Regions from separate parts of the Macaca mulatta genome. Here region 1 is linked to region 2. Evidence: chromatin contacts called from public Hi-C data. All regions are on one chromosome and are shown on one strand. Each heading gives the region's core, a stretch centred on a gene start, on an enhancer-like site or on the middle of the called end of the contact. The rest is flanking DNA. Distances are from core to core; before and after follow the strand shown. Region 1 overlaps PDHX (pyruvate dehydrogenase complex component X). Region 2 has its middle 110 kb from the start of CD44.

The links. A called contact is a pair of places that touch in the nucleus more often than the background predicts.
Region 1: a Hi-C map of blood shows a contact between it and region 2, with 2.7 times the contacts expected there. The contact joins two enhancer-like sites. A contact is called at or near these places in 3 of 14 Hi-C or Micro-C datasets (blood, cortical neurons and sperm).

What each region holds. Positions count from the first base shown.
Region 1 is chr14:30,280,370-30,284,842 of T2T-MMU8v2.0, forward strand. All of the region lies in intron 10 of PDHX (pyruvate dehydrogenase complex component X), which reads right to left. Among named protein-coding and RNA genes, the nearest start is that of PDHX, 72 kb to the right of the region's middle. Within about 2 kb of position 2,997, at least 6 of the 40 cell types and tissues checked have an H3K27ac peak or open chromatin away from gene starts, as enhancers often do.
Region 2 is chr14:30,039,730-30,044,268 of T2T-MMU8v2.0, forward strand. No RefSeq gene overlaps it. Among named protein-coding and RNA genes, the nearest start is that of CD44, 110 kb to the right of the region's middle. Within about 2 kb of position 2,137, at least 13 of the 40 cell types and tissues checked have an H3K27ac peak or open chromatin away from gene starts, as enhancers often do.

The DNA of each region.
Region 1 (4,473 bases), core at 1,747-4,246, 240 kb after region 2:
AATGCTACCAGCATAAAATGTTCACATACCCACCCACCATAAAAGGGAAACTGGCCTCAGAACATCTTACAAAAAAGCATAATGTTATGGGCCAGTCTTGACAAATAGTGCTTTTACTTAATCAGTATGTTTTTGACAGCTAGGCACAGAACACTCCAGCAAGATTCCCCCAGTCCCTTAAAAAAGGAATGCATTTGGTGGGGGTCAGAATGACTCACTGAAAGGGTTGGAGCAGGGAAGAGTGAGAAATCCAATCAGCCTGGCATCCTTACAAGGTGTGAGCCTTGTGTTAATACTGTACAAAACAATTGTGTTGGTGATAGTAAGGATGAAGGAACAAGTGACATACTTTAAACTAGCAAAATAATCCGGGGAAAACCAAGGAGGTATTTCTACCTGCCAAGCTCTGCTAATTGCATAGAAAGAACATGTACTTTCAACCACAAAGACATTACATTTTCTTTTTAAAAATTTATTACTTTTCCTCCTCTGTAACTTGTCATCCCAGAGCAAAACTAAAGAACTCTTTGGTCATCACCCAATAACATGCCCTTTAAATAAGAACATTGAGGTATTATTTTCCCGTTTGACTCTTGATTATTAATTCACACCAGCTACCACCCCTTCATGAATCAGAAGGCTGAAGGAATACACTATACATTAATATTAAAATCTAAAGGAAACCAAATGTCAAATTACTGTGGTTTTAGCCACAGACATTTCTATGGCATGTGCAATCCCTGTAGAAGATGCTCCCGAGAAGTTCGACAGGCTGTGTTCACTACATCAAGAGAGAGCTATTACCCAACTCATAAAAATCTTTTTAATGTGCTGAACTCCAAAACTTTCTAAGAAATAAATGTTTTTAAAAAGGAGACTTGTGACTCTCAGCTTAAAATGGTGGACATCCACTGGTGCTTTGACCCTGCCGTTTGCCCAGAATAGCAGCCCCAGCTTGGCCTTCTCCACACCTTTGCGTGGTCTTCTCAACAGATACCACATATGCCAGGCCTCCCACCTGCAGTGGTACCCTGACCCTCTCAGCGTGCCAGCTGAGGCTTACATGTGCCCTGGATGGTTGCTTCCCGTTCACTTGACAACTATGAACAGATCCAACCTGGTGACCCAATGAACTCCACCATAAACTACTGAACCCTAACTGTTTAGACCATGGCTGATACAGTAATCAATATAGAAGCCTGAGGCCTCGGAAATGAAAACTATGGTAACCACTTCTGGTCTTAACTTGGACAAGAATCACCTATTTATTAAAAGTAGCAGCTTCTAGGTCATTTTTTTAATACCTAGAGGCACTAAGCCCCATAAGATTCTATTTTTCTACTTAGAGGTACAAGTGATGACACTTAACATTAGTTATTTCAGGTTAAGAGCTGTCCATAATGAAAACAACAACAACAAAATCCCTCAGTACTTTCTGCACACTTACTAGAAAGGCACAAAGAGAGCCACTACAGAGAAAATATGAATTGATTTTAAAAGTGGTTAGGTCATAAACACATTAGCTTTAATACAGAAGAACAGGACCTCAGGACCTTCAGTTATTATAGGTGGAAAACACTCTTTGCATACAGAACTTCCAGCTGTAGCAACACAACTCAGAAGGCTATATATTGCAATGTAGTGAGCTTGAGCTTTGGTGCTGCACAGATCTGGGTTCAAATCCCAGTTGTAGCACTTTTGAGCTTTGGTCAATTTACATAATATCTGAATTTCTATGTGTAATCTCTGAAATTCTATGTGGGAGGTAAACGTTACATCATCCATGATGATTGATAAGTAGCATACACTTCCCACATATAACTGAGGAAATTTAAAAAGATAAGCAACCAGTACAGTGATTAATTTCCCCCTTTGCTTCCTCATTTTATAGGTAAGAATACTGAGGCACAGAAATAAGGTTTTGCCAAGAGCACAGTAACTTACAAAGCTGAAATTAGGCTTAAAATAGTCTTGATTTTAAGAGTATGCAAACTTGGGAGACAAAGTTATGTACAACAACTAGTAGTTCTACTGGGAAGAATAACTTATTAAGTTATGGTATTAAGTACCATCTTATAAGTTTCTGATAAATACCATTCCCCATCAGACTGATGAGCTACTAAGTGCAATTTATGAGATTAAAAATTTAAATTTAACATTTTACATTTCCATAATACTTTATGCTTTATAAAGTGCTATAATCAATGTTATTCCACTTGATCACAAGAGTCTCATCTTTAAAAAAGGCTCATCTTTTAGTAATAGGAGTGACAGAATTTCATAAACTAAGAAATTTTAAAATATACATTTTAGGTATGGAAAAAAAAAAACAAATCATGACTAATTAATGATTTTGCTAAGTTTCTCAACTTTTAATGAAAACCCATTTTCCTTAATGGTATATATCATACAACAGAGGTTAAACTGAGAGATTTACAAAACATTCATTTTCCCAGGAAGAAAGCTGCTTGGACTTCTTGCAAAAAAAGCAAAGATAAGGATAGAATGTGAAAATAAAATTCATATGATCAAAGAAACAAAAGACTGCCATTAAGAGAGGGTAATAATTTTTCAAAATACATCTGCATACCTTATAGTTTCAATTAAATGGTGCTTCAATATTACAAGTCTAGACAAACTATATCCTCCCTCCAACCCTGTCTGCCCCCATCTCCTGAAACCAATGTAAACACACACACACACACACACACACATTTTTGTAATATAAAACTAAGTAAAATGATTTTATAGAAAGACTATTGGCTTTTCTATTCACGAAAAGTTTAAATGTCTACTGAAATATACTATTTGCTGTACATAACTTACTGGAATCTTACTCCTTTTCATACTAGTGAACGTGAGCCATGGAGGACTGTGTTTTGGATGGGAAATTCCATCACTTATCTATAGTTTAAGTGCATTATCTGACTGAATACATCTACCCTGTATATTCATAAGACACCATAGCATGGTAACATGTCAATTTTTACCCATTTTCTCCTTTAAAGACACTGACCTAGTACAGATCCTAATCAACTTACGCTTTCATTATGGCAAAATCTTCCAGTTCTTTTCTGATGACTGCTATCCTCTCCCGGTTTTGACCTACTGACTTGCACATTATGGCCAGACTGATAAAAGTAAATCTGCACTGTCACTTCCTTCTTCAAAAATCAGTAAAAGTTTCCAACTAATAGCATCCCATTTAAATTAATGGTTAGTTCTTACCGGCCATACACTTGATTCTTTCACTTCTTCACTTCACCTGAGACAAAGTCCATCATAATGCCGTATGTGAAGGACACGTTTTCCTTGAAAACTAAGATTTAAGTGCCAATTTAACTTTTCTCCCACACTTTCACTACAATATATTAACTTACAGCACCACCTATCTTTCAATAAAAGCTTAACCAAGAACTAGATTTACATTTAGCATAATGCCCGTAGGCTGGCCGATACAATTTAGTGTAAAATTAAGCCCAAAGTGCAAAATATTTTTTAAAAATCTAAAAATGAAAGTTTCATTCAACACTATATAAAACACCCATTAACAGTATATATAAAGTTCTTAGTAATGTTTCAAACCAAGGGGTCTGGCCAGTTGTATACCAATGACTTAAATTTAGCACAAAATAGTTAATGTAACTAAAAATTGCAATCAGTGAGCAGAGCCATTCTGACTTATAAATTCTAATATTCATTGATATTTTCACATCTAAGTGTTGACTGGAATATGTGTTGACTTTTCCTTAGAAGTATTCCCAATATTTTAGTCATTTTCTCTGTTCAAACAAGAAACAAAAATGAAGAGGTAGAAATTATTTTTATATCCTCTCGGTGTGATACCTATTATAAATAAATTAGTAGTATAATGTGAAAGGGGCCTGATAGTGTAGCACACAGTTCAAACCAAGTGTACCAAACTCCTTTCTCAGTGTTATTCTTTGATCTCAAACTACAACAAAATTCTTTTTAGAAATGAAAACTTCCTTATCTAAACCACCTCATCAGTATAGAAATACCAGAGAAAATATTTTTGGTCATAATGAACAAGCATTTGTACCAAAAGTTGAGAAGTCAAACCATGAGAGGCAGGTGATTATATGAAAAGCCTGACTGTGAGGTCCATGAAGAATTAAAACATCTTAAATTTATACAGCTATTTCCCTTGTACAGTTCAACTCTCTAAAGCAGGCTGAGTAAATATTAATGCCCATTTCACCTACAGGGAAACAGATGCACTACTGCTTATGTATGTCAGTTCATGAAAAGCAGAACTCTGAGCCAGGCTTATTTAAGGTTGCCTCATCATGTTCTGTTCCTCAGATATAAAAATTAAAACAAACAAACAACAACAACAAAAACAATGGCCCAGCACAGTAGCTTATGCCTGTGTAATCCCAGCACTTTGGGAGGCCAAGGTGGGTCAACTGCTTGAGCCCAGGAGTTTGAGACCAGCCTGGGCAACATGGC
Region 2 (4,539 bases), core at 887-3,386:
ACTGCGTGAAAAGGAAAAATAAAAAAAAGAATTTACAGGGGTAAGTAGGGAAAGTGTAATTGTGGACTGAGAGTTATGACCCAGGAATTCCGGTCTCTACTCAGTCACTGAAGGGTCATACGAATGTGGCCAAATGTCTTTGCAGTTTGGAAGTCATCTTGGCGTACATAAAATTAGGGGTTTCATGTAGATTACTTCTAAGCTTTTGGACTGTGAAATTTGAATGATCTTACCTAGGTAAGTCATCATGGCTACAGATTCACTTTTATTTTCTAATCTTACTGTCTTAATATAACATCTCATACCTACAAAAGAATCTCTGTAACCTGTGTCTGGGTCTTATGCCACATGAGATACTAGCCCAAAAGCCCAGTGCAAGAGCTATAGAGCCTTCCTTCACCCCATGCTCCTCCCTTACCTTGTTCTTGTGCTTTACTCCCCGGAGGAAGCTGCTACTTACAATTTTGTGTTTATCATTCCCCTGTTGATTTTTTTAAAAAAAATAGTTCTACCCCCAACATAGGTGTACCCAAACCAGCTTTGCTTATTTTTGAGCTTTTTTTAAAAAAGAGTGCAATACCACATGTAGTCTTTTTGAACTGCTCTTTTTCTATTTAACATTGTTTCTCAGTCCATCCATGTTGTTTCAAGTAACTGTGGTTTGTTCATTACACGGTTGTGTAATAATATGATAGCATGTGGAATATGTCATGTTTTGTTTATTCATTTTTTTGGACAGTGGGTGTGTGCTCTTTTCCAGGTGTTTTTCTATGTCGAGCAGGGCTGCTATGAACATTGTCATCTGTGTCTCCTGTGTGTATGACCCAGGAGGCTTTAGTGCATGTGGTCCTAATTTTTAAAAAGTATGTGTATGTGACTGAAAAGTTCCTGTTCAAATCTTCTGCCCATTTGTCCTTAGCCCCATCAGTGAGTCCACTTGTGAACCATTTGACACTCCTAGTAATTCGTGCACTGCTAGTATTCCCCAAGTGAGCCACACACTGCTAATAATTCCCTGTTGATCCATGCACTGCTAGTAATCCGCTAGTAATCCATGCACTGCTAGTAATCCCCTGTTGATCCATGCACTGCTAATAATCCCCTAATAATCCATGCACTGCTAGTAATCCCCTGGTGATTCATGCACTGCTAGTAGTACCCTGGTGATCCATGCACCGCTACTAGTCCCCTAGTGATCCATGCATTGCTAGTAATCTCCTAGTGATCCATACATTACTGGCTGTATTATGGGTCCATCTTCCCAACATGGATACTGAGACAAGCAAAACCAGACCATTTTTAGGAGAGGAGTGTAAGTTGCAAGGCTGAAGCCTTCTTTCCTCAGGCTCAAATGGTGAGGCCTTTGAGCACAAATCTAATGGGAGCAAAACAGGGCCCACTTCATCTTTGATCTCTTCTTTGACCGATAATGTGTGAGGCCCAGCAGCCTCCACCAGACATCAGTGGGCTATTTGCTTTGATGTGAATTGTCAGTTAACAGAGGAAGTTACAGGAAGTCACAAAAAGGTCTCTCCACCTATCGCAAGAACCACCAGGAGCCCCTTCAGCCACATCCCCAACTTAGTTCTGGCTGTGAGAACCCTATAGGCTGAGTGCTTTATCAGGTACAGAAATTGATGCCTTGCAGTTGAGGAGGCTTGCAGTGTGAGCTCAGCGTGGCAGCATGGTGTTTTCTGGGGAGGGCCCTCTTCTGAGTTTCTCCTTATATCCTCACATGGCAGAAAGAGGGCAGGGGAGCTATCTGAGGTCATTTTTATAAGGGCTCTAATCCCATTCATGAGGAATCTATCCTCATGACCTAATCACTTCCGAAAGGCCCCACCTCTTAATACTATCACCTTGAGGGTTTGGATTTCAACTTATAAATTTTGGGGTAAAAACAAACATTCAGTCCAATGCAACCCCCTGCCCTGTGATGGAGGACTATAGAACCACAAAGGGCAATACCTGTAAAGAGGGTGAACTATGAGGCCTGCCAGCTAAGGCACTGGCCCCAGTGTGGACATCTCCTTCCAGGCACAATGACGTAAACAGGATGCCAGTGTTCTGTATAGCAAAGAACCACAGGTGACAGAGGGTTCCGGCACCTCCAGGAAAGCTTTCATCAGAAGCTTTCCCCACTTGTCACATTTCAGCCCAGACAGGAAGGTGTGGGTGGAGATGCCCACACGTTTGACATGGGTTGAGCAAGGAGAGAAGACTGTGGAGTCCCTGGCAACAACACAAATGTTTTTAGCTCAATAATTCTTCGCCCTGGTAGTTTTCAAAGTTCAATTAATTCATTCTTCCACCGAGGCAGTGAAAGACCATATTTAATTCCCATGTTGTCCTAAGAAAAACTGAGCCACAGAGTCAGGCTCAAATTCCAGAGGGTAGACTGGGTCTACACAGCTTATCCAAAAAGAATATAAAAAGAATAAAGCCATCCAATGCAAATCCTGTTTTTACTCTCAAACATTTAAAAGCAGCGACATTAAACTCTGAAGAATTCCATGAAGCAGATAAATAAAACATTATTTCACGGTTCTCCCTTTCCTTTTTACCAACTGAATGAATATGTAAAATCTCAACATCTTTTTATGTCTGTTATTTGGGGTAATCAGATTTAGCCTTCCAAATATTGTCTGGAAAAATCTAGTGGCTTCCAGTTAAGGAAAAAAAGACAAATTTAGAATTGCAGTCATCTGTTCCTCACTCCTTTTGTTGAGTGACCTGACTCCCCTGGAATTCTTGAACAGCTTCTGTCACTTCTCAGATGTTTTCCAGGCCTGAATAACACATTGCTCACAAAGGGAGGAGCCGCAGAATTTCCCAACTGCTTTCCTCTGAATGAACAGTTCCATCAGAACACCATCTTCCTTCTCCACCTGATCCTAAACTTTCCTTTCATCATGGTGATGAGAGCAGAGATCATTCCAGATTGTAAAGCCAGATTGTCAGCCTGTGCTTTTTTTTTGCAGATGAGGAAGCAGATATCTTAGTTTAAATGAACTAGAGGTAACTCAGTTACAAACCAAGGTTAAGTCCTGGTTCCATCCCTTTCCTAGCTGTGGGTGATTGGATTGTTAACTTAGCCTCAATTGCTTCATCTGTGGAATGGGGCTAGTCATGCCTATGAGATAGAGATTTTCATATGAGAATATTCATAAAGTAGTTAGTGCAGTACTTGGCACATAATAAGGGCTCAGTCAGTGATAGTTACCACCATCATCCTCATCATCCTCCTCATCATCACTGTTTTCATCCTTAACATTACCAATCACCACCTCTTTGTGACCAAGCTGGAAGAAGTCATGCCTCCTCTCTCCCAATTTGGCCTTTTTCTCAACCATATCATGGACACCAGCATGTAACCCATAGTTCAGCTGCCCTCCCCCCAATCTGAGCTTTGTTAGTAGACCATGAGCTTTCTTGACCTAGCCTGAGATAACCCCACCTTTCATCTAGAGGAGCTTCATGGTCATTACAAGTTTGCATTATCTGATGTTCCAAATGTCTTCAGTTACTTGCCAAGTTTTTGAGGCTTAGCAGTGAGAGAAGGCACTGCATTTCTTCAGGGAAATGAAGTGAGTTTCAGCCTGGCCCAAGTGGCCTCTCACTGAGATGGGAGCCTGAGCTGACCCTTCCAATGGGAAACAGGACATCCAGAATTCTTTTACTCACTGGTGGAGTCCCTCGGGGAGTCCCCAGCTCACAGCCTTGGATGGACTCCGTGAGAAAGGCCATTTCTGTGGAATGTACCCACCCAGAAGGACCCTCCAGAATGCCCTTAGCTGATCAATTCCCAGCAGCTCTCCTTCCCATCATCCCTTTATTCTTTGCCCTGTGTTCTTTCACAAATGTTCTTGCTCTTCCAAGAGCAGATCTCAGGAGGAACTTCTGGGAGCTTTTAGGTTGAGGGAGCTTCTCTGTGGCTATGCTAGAATCATCTCAAAATGGTGCCTTCTGTAGTTTTCAGCAGCTCAAGGCATCACCACAACCTTAAGACTGCTATTTACTATTAATAGTAAATCAATTAATAATAATATTAATAATAATGCAATTATTAATTGTCTTAGGTGGGGATCCCTGTGACAAAATTCAAATTCACAAGATTTTCTTGAGGGAGTATTTCTCAGGAGGGCCTGTAAGGGCACAAGGAGAGCAGGACAGGGAAGGGAAAGAGCTGTACAGGAAGACAGTCTCAGGAAAAATATAACTTTGAGTTGTCCCCTTGAGGAAACGAGGCTTATCTTTGAGCACTCATTATCAGTCAGTCATTGGCTGTGGGCTACCTATGGGAAGGAGGCATAACCTCCAGGGTGAGGCAGCTCCCATCTGCAGAAAGCCGTTTGCTGGAGAGGGGCCAGCTGCAAGTTGTTAGCTGTCAACACAGCAGTTAGGCCATGAGTGCACCAATACAGGAAGGATGTCTGGGCAGAGCACCAACAGCATCTCCTAAATATCCCATTCCCCACATGCCTGCTATGTGGCAGGCTCTTATGTAGGTTCTTTAGTCTTCAAAACAGCTCTGTGAAG